Linked DNA regions of Gossypium arboreum: region 2 is linked to region 1. Evidence: chromatin contacts called from public Hi-C data. All regions are on one chromosome and are shown on one strand. The core of a region is the stretch at or near the end of the contact, and the rest is flanking DNA. Distances in the headings are between cores, read along the strand shown. Region 1 holds the start of LOC108473787 (WD repeat-containing protein LWD1). Region 2 holds the start of LOC108453638.

What was found. Hi-C and Micro-C count contacts between places; a contact is called where the count stands out from the background.
Region 2: a contact with region 1 is called in a Hi-C map of leaf, with 2.6 times the contacts expected there. The contact joins the promoter of LOC108453638 here to the promoter of LOC108473787 in region 1. A contact is called at or near these places in 2 of 5 Hi-C or Micro-C datasets (both in leaf).

Annotation. Positions count from the first base shown.
Region 1 is chr10:46,544,296-46,551,694 of ASM2569848v2, reverse strand. LOC108473787 (WD repeat-containing protein LWD1) reads right to left here and starts at 1,646. Exons shown (of 2, transcript XM_017775540.2): 1 at 421-1,646; 2 at 1-146. The coding sequence starts at 1,455. The coding sequence ends at 141.
Region 2 is chr10:46,966,972-46,973,728 of ASM2569848v2, reverse strand. It overlaps LOC108453638, which reads left to right and starts at 5,048. Exons shown (of 2, transcript XM_053019894.1): 1 at 5,048-5,568; 2 at 6,271-6,757. The coding sequence starts at 5,185. The coding sequence ends at 6,327. It overlaps LOC108456664 (O-fucosyltransferase 1-like), which reads right to left and starts at 4,135. Exons shown (of 10, transcript XR_008272273.1): 1 at 4,004-4,135; 2 at 3,729-3,900; 3 at 2,937-3,015; 4 at 2,766-2,836; 5 at 2,452-2,540; 6 at 1,203-1,326; 7 at 799-1,082. It overlaps LOC108453619 (alkaline ceramidase-like), which reads right to left. Exons shown (of 4, transcript XM_053019893.1): 4 at 6,542-6,757.

The DNA.
Region 1 (7,399 bases), core at 397-2,896:
TGTCCAACAGAACGACAAAGATTATGTTGCATAAACCAAACGGCAAAGAGTGGTCGTCTTGATCTTGTGTTTCAGTTCAGGGTCCATAAATCACTGCTTCCCATGCGTTCTAAAAAAATGAGTCTGCAGCTCTTTTGCTCTCACAACTACAATAAAACAGGGAAAGGTTTGGATGTAAAGGAATGGGAAACACTAAAATAAGAACAGAATAAAGAGATTGGTGTTCAATCAACTATCCAAACATGTTGAAGACAAACGAAACAACAGGAAAACCAAAACAGTTTTGGGATTTTTAGTCAGCTCAGACACAACGACAGCAACAATCTTGTTATTCCTATAGATCTGAGTACAATTACTAGACTATGAATTAGCAATTTAGCATTGAATACGACCCAATATACCAATCCCATTCACTCATACCCTGAGAATCTGAAGCTTGGTGGAGAAGGCGATGGCAACCCAATCAGGCTGGGAAGATGACCACTGTAACTGCTCGATTTCAGCCCCAGCGGTGTAGGCAAGGATGGGGTCAAGCCCACCCTCCACAGGCTGACTCATGGAGGACAAGTCCCAAATCAAGGCCTGGGAATCATCCCCGGCGGTGCAAATGTGGCAAGAGCTGTGGGGTGCCCATGCGATGGCATTGACGCTAGCCTGGTGCCTCTGCAGCTCAACTACCGGCAGTGTCGGGAAGCGGATATCCAAAACAACAACCTTAGCACTGTCCATAATTATAGTAGCCATATATCTCGGGTCCTGCTTGTTCCACCCCAACCGTACAAGCGGAGTATCGGGCTCCGAACTTTCATAAATGATAGTGGAGTGCTCCTTGTCGCGCAGGTCGAAAACCCTAACGGACCCATCAGCAGAGACGGAAGCAAAAACACCGACGCCGCCCCAGGCAATATCATAAACCTCCTTATCGTGGGCGATAAGCTGGGTATCCACCGTCTCCCTCTCGATATCCCATATAGTACAAGTCGTATCAATGGAGGAGGTGCCGATTCGCTTGGGCTCCGCCTCATTCCAGTCGAAGGAGGTAAGAGGACCGCAGAATTCACTGTTCTTATTGCCATTAAGGAGAGACTTGAGGTCGACGCGGGAGTGGTCATCGGAGATGCGCCAAATGCGGAGGAAGTCGGAGGACGTGGCGAGAAGGTCGGGTTTCTGGCACTCCTTGTCGGGGATGAAGATGGTCTTGGTCGGGGGATAAGGATGATCGAAGGAGAGATTTGGGTCCGATCGGATCTCGCCATTGGAGTCATCGAGCTGGACAATCTCAAGGCGGTTGTTGTAATGCTCGAGCAAGCTGGCGATGGCGAGACGGTATTTCTTGTCGCGGCGGACACTCCAGTTCATGGCGTAGATATGCCAAGGGGCCTCGTAAGTGTATATCTCGGATCGTTTCTGCTGCTCATCGGAACCCTCCGGGTTAGGATCGCTGCTAGCGGCCATCTTCCACTGCCACTCCCTTTGGTTTCTTATTCCAAGGCTATACCACAGAAATGTTACTACCGGATCAAATGAAGATTTTAGAAGATAAAGCCTGACATTTTTTTTTCCTCTGACTTAAATAATATTTTAAAATTGTGAAGGACTGAAAATGCGTTTGAAATAATGTTATCTCCTCATTAGTATTTTCCATTCACGTGAAAAAAATATGGGTCTTGTATTTGAATATAACAGAATATTCTTTTACAGAATATTATATTTGAATAGATGTAGTTTTGTAAAATATTTAATGTGGTAATTGTATCATCAATATATATATTTTATAAAATGTTTAATGTTGTACTTTAAAAAATCTAATGTTGTACTTGAATTATTAATATGTATTTTATACTATTAATGGAGATAAATTAGCTAAAAATATTGAAAATTTTTATTTTTAAAATACACGGTTTTTTTTTGGAAAATTAAGAAAATAAGTTTATTTTGAAGAGAGCTAGACGTGTTTTCTACACAGTTGTCATGAAAGGGCATACAGTTGGATGAGCTTTCCTTCAATGGTAAATTCTAAACTGTCAAATTTCAAATCCTACCAATCGTAAAATTATAAATAGCCAACAGTAACTTTTTTTCCTATATAAACCAAGACTATTTTTCATTGTTTTCACTCAAATTCAATTCTCTTCATTCTCTTTATTCTCTCTATTTTCTCAAGATTAGTTCCAAATTTTCCAATAAATTTCAATAAAAATATTCTAGTTTTACTTTATTATTTTGTAAATTATTCATTTTAATTAATTTATCACGAATGACAAGTTCTCTTATTCGTTTCGATGACAAGCACATTTTCGCCATGCGATTGGCAATCATAAGGAAAATTTTTTACTTAATTAATTTTAATTAAGTAAATTTTAAAGTTTTTAAAATTTTTAAAATTATAATTTATTTTGTTGATAGAAATAGGCGGATGATCGGGTTGTGGAGGGGTTCATACACAATCTATCAAAGAGCGAACCCAAAGCAGTTCGTTTCCATTTGCAATATACGAGATTCTTACATATACCTTGTATGGTCGGTAGCTATAAATTAGATCCCACACTTATCAACGCATTGGTGGAAAGATAGAGACCCGAGATATTGACATTCCACCTTCTGTGCAGTGAGTGTACAATCACTCTAGAGGGCATGGCTTTACAATTGGGCTTACCTGTGGATGGGCGAGTCATTACGAGGCCAGTTATCATTCTTGTTAAGAAGGACCTTTGCAACGCACTATTAAGGAAGGTGTTGAACAAGTTTCAAGGTAGTCGGATAGAGATCAAATGGTTAGAAGAAAATTTCAGTAAACTTGATGAACACGTGATTGTCCTTGAAAAAGAATAATACGTCCGAGCATTCATCCTGAGGTTAATCAGGGGCCTTCAAATGCCCGAGAAATCTTAAAGTTTGGTGCAATTAAGGTGGCTACTACATTCGGTTAACTTCAAAGAATGCGATCAACTCAGTAAAGGATCAGCCGTGTTAGCCATGTTGTACTGGGCGACAGAACTGAATAAGATGTCAATCGGTGGTTGCATGCTCTTGCTACAGTTATGGGTGTGGTGGCAGCTACCATTTTTACGTCCTCGAGTCGACGCCCTTTATAAATTCCCATTGGTGACAAGGTAAAATTCATTTGGTAATAATATACTTACCATAGTAAATGTTGTTTATTTTTTATATGTTTGAATTGACATATTGTTTAAGTAGGTGAAACTTTCGACCTGAGTTATGTGGGACTACCGGAGTAGCTCGAAGATATTCGACTGTTGTTAGATCAACGCTCAAAAGCCGAGGTTAGTTGTTGAAATTTTCAAACATATAATAATTATGTAATGATTTGAAATTTAATATTTTGTAGATAACAAAATTTAGAATTGTGTACTACAGTTTGAATAGATGTCATACGTCGATAAAGTAATCGTAGAATGCATCCGTTCTGAAAATTTTGCCAATCGTAATATGTGAGATGTGAATGTGCTATTAGTAATTTACATGAAGGTGGAGATACACGAATCAGATCGAGTGATGTGGTAGTTCGAGTGGAGGAAAAATATTCCACCACCATCGCAAGACATCGAAGCACTGCACAAGCTTGATTTGTGAGGAAAACCGACGAAGATTGACGGGAATTCCATAAGGAATATATTGACATTTGGGAACGTAGGAATGATTTCATACCCATGCACGAACCTTTTTGCGCACTAAAAATGGAAACCTCTGCAGAGTACATGCCATGGTTTAGATACCACAAAATGCCGTATCTACTATCGGTGGAGGTAAGGAGTAGGCAAATTCGTTCAAAGAGGCCAAGACGATTGCCCTAGAATCCTAGGTCCGGACCACGTGGCGCAACAGAATTATGCGACACCATACACTTATCTGTTGATAGTGTCGCAAACACCCCCTGCGTAATTGTTTTACCAATGTGGCTTATCTTCGCAACCACCAAGTTTTGTGTTGCAACTCATATTTCACTTTGTTAAATTCTAATGAATATTGTATACAAATTTTCCATCCATAATATTTGATATTAATAATTTAAAATAATTTTATAAAATTTTAAATGTAAGTTTGTGAATAATTTAATTGCATTAAATAAACTATAACCAAAAGAATGAAAAAAAATTCTATAAAAAAATAAATAAATTTGTTAACAAGCTATTGCCCTCAATGCATCCCCTTATTGTGGACATGTTGCTTTAGTATGCCTTGGGTTCCTATAATAGTTGCATAAACTCGATTGATTGGTCCTCTCACGAATATCTATATTGCCACGTATCTAAGTTGAATTCAGCTAACCTTTTGGCTGACAACGCAACGATATATTTGGTACCAACTCGAACAGGGGGCTCAACACAAGTGGCCACATACTCTTATCTGGGATCGGTAATAATTCAAATTTCCATACATTGTACATGCATTCTAGTTGTACTCTTCGTTAATACATGGTGTGTACTATATTTGTGCATGTGGACATGCAGCAATTGCATGTGCATATAGGAATCGAAGTGTTTGGAATTTCCTACAATCGCAAGTCCCTCGTGTTAAGGAAACATGTACGCTGCCCCAACAATATCTTGGTTAGGTCTAGTGAACTCCACGACCTGAAATGATAGGTTTGGATGCGAGTGACACACTACATACATAAATTTTGCTGTCTCTGCGTTTTGTTTAATTTCTTTCATCACACCCTTGTACCAAATGTGACCGCTCACTATTTGTCTAACATTTTTTTATGTCCGCTTTGAAAATAAGGCTATTTAGCAAAAATATGTTTATTTGATAACCAAGGTTATCAAGAAATGATGCGTCTCCTTCAATTTAAAATTGATACATTTCGTTAGGTTCGTTGTCATGTGCCCATATTGTAAACCTCCATCATACGATTGTGTCCACTAATTGAAGGGGTATGTCAGCGAGGTACGTCATACTGGCACTGTTGGTGGCACACAAGTTATCCAACATTTCATGGAAATAATGTTGGACGAGCTCGTACCTTATCAAATATCAATAAAAAGTATACCTATGAATGCAAACACTGTATACATTATATCATGATTTTGGAAATAGTAGCAACTACATACCCATGTCAATGAATTGTTGTCGCTGACAATCCGAATGGTATTTTGTCATGTAGTTAGTAATGATATGTCTTATACAATACCTATGGTGTGTACAATCCCAAAGGCTACCATGTTGTTTAATTGTGGCCAGGATTTTAGGTCCCTTTTTGGAGATGATGCATATATTAGGTTGCAAGACAACATGACGACGTAACCGGCTCAGGAAGAAATCCCAATCATCTATCTTTTCTTTCAATGTTATTGCAAATGCTATTAGAAAAATTCTCAAATTTCCATCTAAGGCAATCGGTAAAAACAACCGATGCTCATACGTCTCATACAACCAAGTGCCGTAATTTTGTACCAATGGGTTACAGTACCAAAAAACTTCTCTAAATTGGTCAAAAGTTCAAAAGACTCGATAGAAAACTCTTTTTTTAGGGACCAAACAATCACGAAAATACGTTGGCTTCATTTCTAGATTGGTTATGGAACACTATTGCCACAAATCATTATAGGACTTGTCCCACCCGTTATGCATCTTCTTTAGCTCCAAACATAGGGAGTAAAACATTAATTTTCTACACTCCACATTACAGTCAAAATCTCCACCGAATTTCCAACCAGTGTAGGTTGATGTCATATTGATATAAGTGTTTTTGACTAGGACATCAGGTAGTGGAAGTTGAAATCGAATACGCTAACTGAATGTTGTGCTTGAGTGTCGAAGTTTGGTTATCAGAATACCCTAATTGATGAACGGAATGGCCACCAAAGTTGAAATAGGTGCCTAAAACTGAATAATTTCTTCTCATTCATGATTCTGAGACATCGTAATGGGAGCTTTGTAACAAAGCAGTGAACCCACTGCATGATTGTTAGATTTGGTGCCCTAAGAGTAGTATTTTCGTCTATGAACACTTGTAATTTTTTAAACAGATTGGTTAATAAAACAAATTCATTGATTATGATTAATATACTTAGTATTATTATCCTCAAATGGTTTTTGCACGCAAAGAAAAATAGAAAAAAAATGTTGCTCATTGGTTGTCTATTGTTTAACTAATACTAAGTAGTATTACATGGTCGGATTGTAGTATAAAAAAACAACTCATATTAGTAGACAAACCTAAACATGTCATAGTCTAATCGAAAATGAGCAAACTGATTGAAAAACTAATATGTCATCTATCAAGTCCAATTGGGCAGATGCCTTGTCTTAGGCATCGGAGCGGATGACTCTCCAAAGATAGAGATATAGATGTGACTGACTTGACTAACAGTACATTGGATAAGTCCCAAGCAGAATAGTTCCTAAATCAGTTTATGAATTTATTCACTTGTGATGTTCATAGTATGACATACCTAAATCCTGAGTGGTATGGTAGACTATGTATGCATGAATCGTACATTTTGATTTAAGTAAAAGTTTGAGTTCAAATAGATGAGGAACTGAAAACTGGTGTGTTGGGTGTACGACTTCTGTAGTATGCAGCGTCATTTACAATAGTGGAATTCATAGCCCAAAACATGAGTAAATGATATCTTCCCATTGGCACTACATGGTTGATTAAAAATAAACGTGGCTACGGGTCGTCTGTCTTTGTGATGGATGACTTGATTATTATTTGATAATGATTTACTTTTCATGAAGAAGGATGTAATGGTTGCCATGAGATAAAATAGGATCAGATTGGAAGAATGTATGTTATCCTAAAGAGATCAAGGATATCCTTTGAGGGTAATACATTTATGACAAGGTCAATGGACGAGCACTGAGTAGTTGCTTTCGTAATGGTATATCATTGAGGAGAGCTTAGTTACAAAACTATAGTGGAATGACTTCGTGACTAAATGAGTTTATAATTAATAGGTGAAAAGCTGGAACTTAATTATAAATCATTTGAGCCTCAACTACATATGTCCAATCTGTCCCTCCGCTAACTCGTTGAAACCAAAATGAATTGCGTGTTTGAATAGAAACAAACGGAATGAATAGGAAAAGAGAAACGTGAAACATTCAGGAAGGATTATGGTTTTTTCTGAAATGAAGAAATGGAATCATTTGGAAATCAATGTAGGTTTCCATAAATGGAAATGGAAATGAAAATAGAAATGGAAATGATCCATTTGAAATCCTATATAAATTACTTAAAAAATGATCGGAAGAAAGAGTTTATGTTCTGGGACTGTTTTGAATCTTGAAAATGAAAATAAACCATTTGGTCATAGTGAACATGTTTAGTTGTGAAATATTAAACTTATTTTCTTAAAATTTTACCAGGTAAAATTGTCAAAGTTTTACCAAAGATAAAATTGTCAAAATTTTGTTGATTGTAAAGTAG
Region 2 (6,757 bases), core at 3,799-6,298, 420 kb before region 1:
AGGGTTGAAAAGAATTATGGAAGAGCTGAAGAAACCAATAAGTTCACCAATGAAGTTGTACTGAGATAGCAAAGCTGCTATTAGTATTGCTCACAACCCAGTCCAATATGACAGAACTAAACATGCTGATATTAATAGACACTTTATCAAGGAGAAGATTGAAGGAGGCCAAGTGTGCATGCCGTTTGTTCCTTCAAAACAACAGATTGCTGACATACTCACCAAAGAGCTCTCCAAGACAAGCTTTGATTTTCTTGTAAGCAAGTTGGGCATGATTGATATATATGTACCAACTTGAGTGAGGGTGTTGAAATATGTGAAACCGATATATTTTGGGGATATATTTTAAAGTTATTTAGGTAAATAAATCTTAGAATAAATCATTTAAGATATTCTAGGAATATTTTATTTTTATTTTAGTAGTTGATTAGAATCGAGAATTATTTTCCTTATGTTTTAGTAGTTTATTAGAATAAGGGAATTATTTTCCCAATTAGGTTATACTCTTTTTCTCTATTTAAATTCAGTTGTTTAGTTAATAAAAGACAGAACAGTTCTATTAAATGCTCTCTTGAAAACTTTCATAATGCACTAATAATGATTTCAAACAATGATATGTAGATGCACACTGACCTTGCATGCACTGTATAAGGAGATGAAAGATTTTATATTTCTTAATGTTACAGCTAAGGCTATTCAGGCACAAAGCCCCAAGCAAAATGAATGCATAGCCTAGACAACCTATGGCAACTGTGAATGAATTAACATAGATATAAAATGATAACAAAAAGAACATACCCAGCAAATGCCAGCATATCCATCTCAAAACGAAGATGGATCGACATGAAATGACCCTGTGCCCGGAGTTTATCAACTATTGACTCACTTAACTGCATAATATTTGGCTTGAACCTCAAAGCGTGATAGTTAACTCTACACCTCAACCGTTGATACTCGGGATTGTCAATTTCTTCAGCAAGACGATGTGAAAAGGGAGTCAGATAAATAGCACCATGTTCTTGCATTTTCTTGAGAGCAACTGTTGTATACCACTCGATAGGAGCATCCCTCGGGGGGCGAAGCTAAATGAATAGACAAAGAAGCAAGAGCAGAGAAAAGACATAAGTTTCAACAACTTCTACAAAACTTAAAAATTATTTGCCTAACTGATTATTATAATCGATGGCTCCAATATTTCACACCTGATACCCTTTTATCTTCTTGGTTTTGCCATTTTTTTGGATTTCAGGTATGCTTTCCACAATTTGTACATCATACTTCAATGTCTGGATAAAATGCTCAACATCATAGATACCTTTGAAACCACTGGAGAGAAAAGATGGTATCGTTACAATTTAATTGCAAACGGTCCACAAGTACAGTGGCATATTGCTTCAATAAAGAGCTGGAAAACACATTCCATGTGATGTGTGTATATATTCCTAATTTTTTTGTTAGGAAGGTGAACAATTAATATTCAGCAACCATATAAATTAAAACATAAAAATGACTGCACAAAATTATTGTAAACTCACAAAAGATCTCTACATTAATGGTGGTTTAAGTTTCAGGGAGAAGAAACGGCAGAAAAAAAAGTCTAGAAATGGAATTGATTAAATAACTAGTTCAAAAACATCAGTTGCTGAAAATTTCTGATATCTTAGAGAACAGAAACTATGGCCTGAGCAAATCATATATTAATCATCACTCTATTCAATCACATTGCAGTATAAAAAGCTTCTCAAAGATAAAGCAGATATACCAAACCAAAAACTACAGAAAATAATGTAGAAAGTGATTCGAGTTCATGAGCAAGCTCATATCCTAGTTGGATCTTCCAAACTGCTAGTGGTTCTCTTCCTAATAATCCTTGGATTTCTTAGTTTAGGAGCCAGTTCACCAAACAAACTAAGAATGATAAATACAAAAAAATCTGAGTAACTTCTCTAAACTTACAGGTAACTTGAACCATAATAAATTGAAATGAAGATGACTCAAGTTGACCAATCAAATTAACACAAATTTGCCGTAACCATAGCAAGTTCAATTAGAAGAGTAGCAGAGAGGGGAAGCCACCTATTCCCCAGTGAACAAATTAGAAAAGATAAAGCCATGCACAGCAAGAGAACACATTAAGCTTCACAAATGCAGATGAAAATATTGCAAACAATCATAAATTTTAATAATCTTCTGTTAGCCTCTCTAAGATGCCAAATCCAAGAAATCAGAATTTCACTTCCTATGGCTTCCAAAAAAGAAAATGCCTATAATTGCCAAGCCATTAAGTTTTTGCACTGTTTAAATAAATGTTTAAATTCTATCTGAAAATTTTCCATCTAAAATCTGTGTCCATACTCATCACGTACACTGCTTCTGTTATAGAAGTACCCAGTGAATTTCAAATAAATTGAAAAAAAAAGGGGGTAAGGAAATGACGAGACAAGATTTTACCTTTCATCATGCCAAAAGGAGTTTGCATCCAGCTCAGGCAGTACAAGTGTGGCATTCATAATTCGTGCAGCAAGAACTGCATTACAGATCTAGGACACCAAAAGAAGCAAACTTAATATTTTATTTAAAATTTATAAACCACAGAAGCAATATCAACACAATCTAACTCTATTTTAAACTTTTAAGCCTTTTTACACTAAGAATCTAAAACAAAACATAACCATAAAAACTCAAGCTGGCTTGCACCCATTTGATTTCCATGGAAACACAGAGTATGATAGAGTAGAATTTACAGCAAAAAGGTTAAGACAAACCGCGCTGCGTTGTTGGTTCAGACCGCCATTGCAACGGACTCGAAGATAACCATTAGTTTCCCTTGGAGGAGCTGCCAGAATATAGCAATAAGAATTCTAAGGAACTTACATTTTTACATAAAATCAATTCAAACATAATTTTTTTTCTTTGGGAAAGTTGTGAGTAGTTACAGGGCCAGTCAGATCGTGGAGCAGATGAAGGCCTCCATCCACTAGACTTGGCACTTTCCCAAAGTTCTTCTGCATTGATCTGAATAAATATTTCAGAAAAAAGACAAAAGAATGATCAAAGGTTAGAGTGATTGACAATGGTGACCAGCCATTAAAAGTGGGAAAGGGCGAGAATAAATCCTATTCACTGGTTTAGCTCCCACAGGTATATAGTATGAAATAATACAACAACCAGTCTCAAGCATCTGACTACAGAGGAACTGTTTTATTATGATTATCTCAAACCATTTCCTATAAAGATAACAAAAACCTATCAACAAATATTGTTAAAGGAAGCGGAATCATGCATAAAAACACCTAAAGTCTCTGAAAACTAGCTAATGATCCTCTTGGACTTAATCCGCATGATCCTAGCAAATTAGCATAAAACCAAACCAATGCAATAAATAAAACATTTCCACTTTGATGAATTTTCATGCAAGTAAATAGGTCAATTTATGAGGTACATTACAAACGCCAAATAAAGTACCGACCAAATGAGATGGTTTGCAGACGCATCAAACAAGAGATTCCCCCAAGGCTTCTATAGAGCGTGAGCATTACTATAGACTAACTCAGACAACAAACTTAGCTACCCATTATAACAAACTAACAACATTTACGCCTTATTAAGTTTCAACAATCTGATAATAGAAGCAATCCGCAAATTCGCTTAATACTGAAAATTTAATCACAAAGCCAGGGATCAAATTCAAGACGATCAGATCCTAACTCTTTACAAGAACCACTAACCTCGGAAGGCTCTAGAGATCCGCGATTTCCGCCAATTGTAGCCGAAAACAAAAGCGAGAGCGTGCAGATCAAAAGCACCACAACGGCAATCGTTAGTTTGGCGTAAATTCCCTTTGCTCCTACTCCTCCTCCTCCAGCTCCTTGTTTCCCATGCTGCCTATGCAGCCCCGACCTAAGCAACAAAATAGAAAGAAGAAGTTAAAAAATGGCAGTCTGGTTCAACGGAAAACCGAAATTTTTAACGGAAAAACGAATCAACTAGTTAGTTTGTAAACCTCCGCATAATTACGAAAGACAAAAAAAGCAATGTATTATTCCCAGATCTGATGTTTTTACAAATTTCCTTCTTTCTGGCTGTCGGTTTTACTTGCCGCGCTGTAAAACCTTGAAATTAGTCAAAGTAATGGTTAAAATATGCTATAGCTCCCTGCCCTCTTTGTACATTTGTAATTTAGTCTTACTACTTTTATTTTAACTAATTTTATCCTTCTACTTTTTGGATCTAAAATTATTAAAATTATTCTATTAAATTCAAACTTATTACAACTGTCTTTTTTTTTGTTATATGACTATCAAGTGAGTATTTTTTATTTTAAAATATCAAATCAATGAATTTAATAGAAAAATTTTAACATACTAACAATTAAACCTATAAAAAAGTAAAGAACTAAATTCCTATAAATAAAAGTAAAAGAACTATATGTTGAATATACAAAAGTACAAAAACTTAATACATATTTTAACTCAAAATAGATAAATAAATGAGAAATAAAGCATACTTTAGTTCGTGTTGTCAACTTAGTTCCTTAATTTTATTTTTTCACATTAATCTTTAAACTTGACAAAATTAAGAAAAATTTTCAAATTCAAAGAGTAAACAGGTGCCTTTCTCCCAGAAAAATTAAAAAAAAAGATTTAATTCTAAATTTCATCTCTCTATGTTAAGAAAGTTGAGAAATTCATCCTTATCATTTAATTTGTCAAAATTTAATCTGTACTTTATGAAAAATGAGAAATTAATCCAATTATTAGTTAAATACATAAATTTGAAGAGTTTATTTTTGCTATACAAATTACAAAACTATTACTAACTCTTTACATATAAAATTAATGAACGGTTAATTTTCAAGTCATCGATCTATCATGATATTATCTAATTTGATCAACTTCTTAATTTTTGTAAAAACAAATTCCGACAAATTAAAACAGAGGAATAAAAGTACGAAATTAGAATTAAACCTTAAAAAATTTAGAAAATAATAATAATGATTAATGAGTGAAAACTGGGGTGTAGTTTGGAGAAGGGAAATGAACGATGGGATTAGGCGGTTGTGTTGAGTAATTGGAACTGTTTCTTGGATTGGGCCTCCATTAATGGCAGAGTAGCCCATGCCCAACACAAACAAAACCCTCCTCTTTCTCCACCAGCAGCAGAGTAGCTTCGAAGAACACAGTAATGCCGAACTCTTTCAGGACCCTCTCCAAAACCCTCACCCGCTCATTCTCCACCAAATCATCCCACCAGAACCACCACCAGAAAACCCACAAATATTTAGATCCCAACTCCTTGTTGGGCAGCTGGAAGACCCCCAACAACCCCAAAGAGGCCGAGAAGAAACTCGCCCTGTTGCGACGAGACTACGCCAAGCAAGTAAAAAATGTACGCAAGGAGTACATCCACGAGATGGAGTTGTTGCGTCTTGAGAAGCTCAGAAAAGAAGAGGCTAGGAAAGAGGCTATACGAGTTGCTAATGAGGAGCGTAAAAGGCTTAAGGCTGAGGCTGCTAAGGTTAGAGCTCAAGAGCGTATGGTTGCTGAAGAAGAGTTTCGACAAACCCTGGTAATCTTCTACCACTCATACTTTGTTTCTTGAATTTTATGATGAATTTCAGTTATAAAATTAAAAAAATTGGAAATTGGGATTGGTAGGTTTGTTTAAGTGAAACACCAGATTCAAAACCCTAATTTCCTTTGCCTATCTTTCGATTATGTTAGTTTATATATAAAATAAAGTTAATGTTCAGTTAAGAAATTAAATTTTATTGTTACCTTTATTCGTTAGTTTAAGTTGAGTAGGAGAATCTCCCAAGCCTATCCATTTGTTCCATTGAATCGACGAACTAAATTTATACTGGCATTTACACTTTGACTGTATGGATATCCTATATCATAATAGTTGTTATCCCTTGATGCCTTGGTGGATATGGTTGATTCTCATTCTACCATGGCTAGGTGATATGGTAATTACGGTTGATCTCGGTCAACATGATGATATACTTCTGCTTACTACTAACATTATTGAGTTTGAAGTTGAGCATGGGAATTGAGCCGATCTCAAGCAGCTGGATTTTTTTTAATCTTATTGATTTTGTATCAAGCTCAAGTTTCTTTCAGGCTTGAGCTCAACTCGGCCTGGTTAAGCCCCTAGCCTTACCTTATATCTACGGCCCTATTTCTACTTCTCAATTTGAATATGAAGTTACTTGATCCTTCAAATCTTGGTCTTTATCAAATGGTCAAGGTTCTATTTCCATGAATGCAGTTGAAAGAAAGAGCAGAAAAGCTTGAAAATTGGAGAATGAAGCTGGATTTTTTTTAATCTTATTGATTTTGTATCAAGCTCAAGTTTCTTTCAGGCTTGAGCTCAACTCGGCCTGGTTAAGCCCCTAGCCTTACCTTATATCTATGGCCCTATTTCTACTTCTCAATTTGAATATGAAGTTACTTGATCCTTCAAATCTTGGTCTTTATCAAATGGTCAAGGTTCTATTTCCATGAATGCAGTTGAAAGAAAGAGCAGAAAAGCTTGAAAATTGGAGAATGAAACAAACGCTACATGAGAATAAGAAGAAAGAGGCGAAAGATCTAGTGCGTAGAAGAAGTTCCATGTGGATTGAAGAACAGGAATTGGAGAGTAAGATCTTTAGTGCCATTGTTTTTTAACTGATTTTTCCTTTAAATTCGAAGAACATAAAATAAGGATTTTACGTGAATCTAGTGACTAATGGAAATGTTTGTGTACTGTTTGT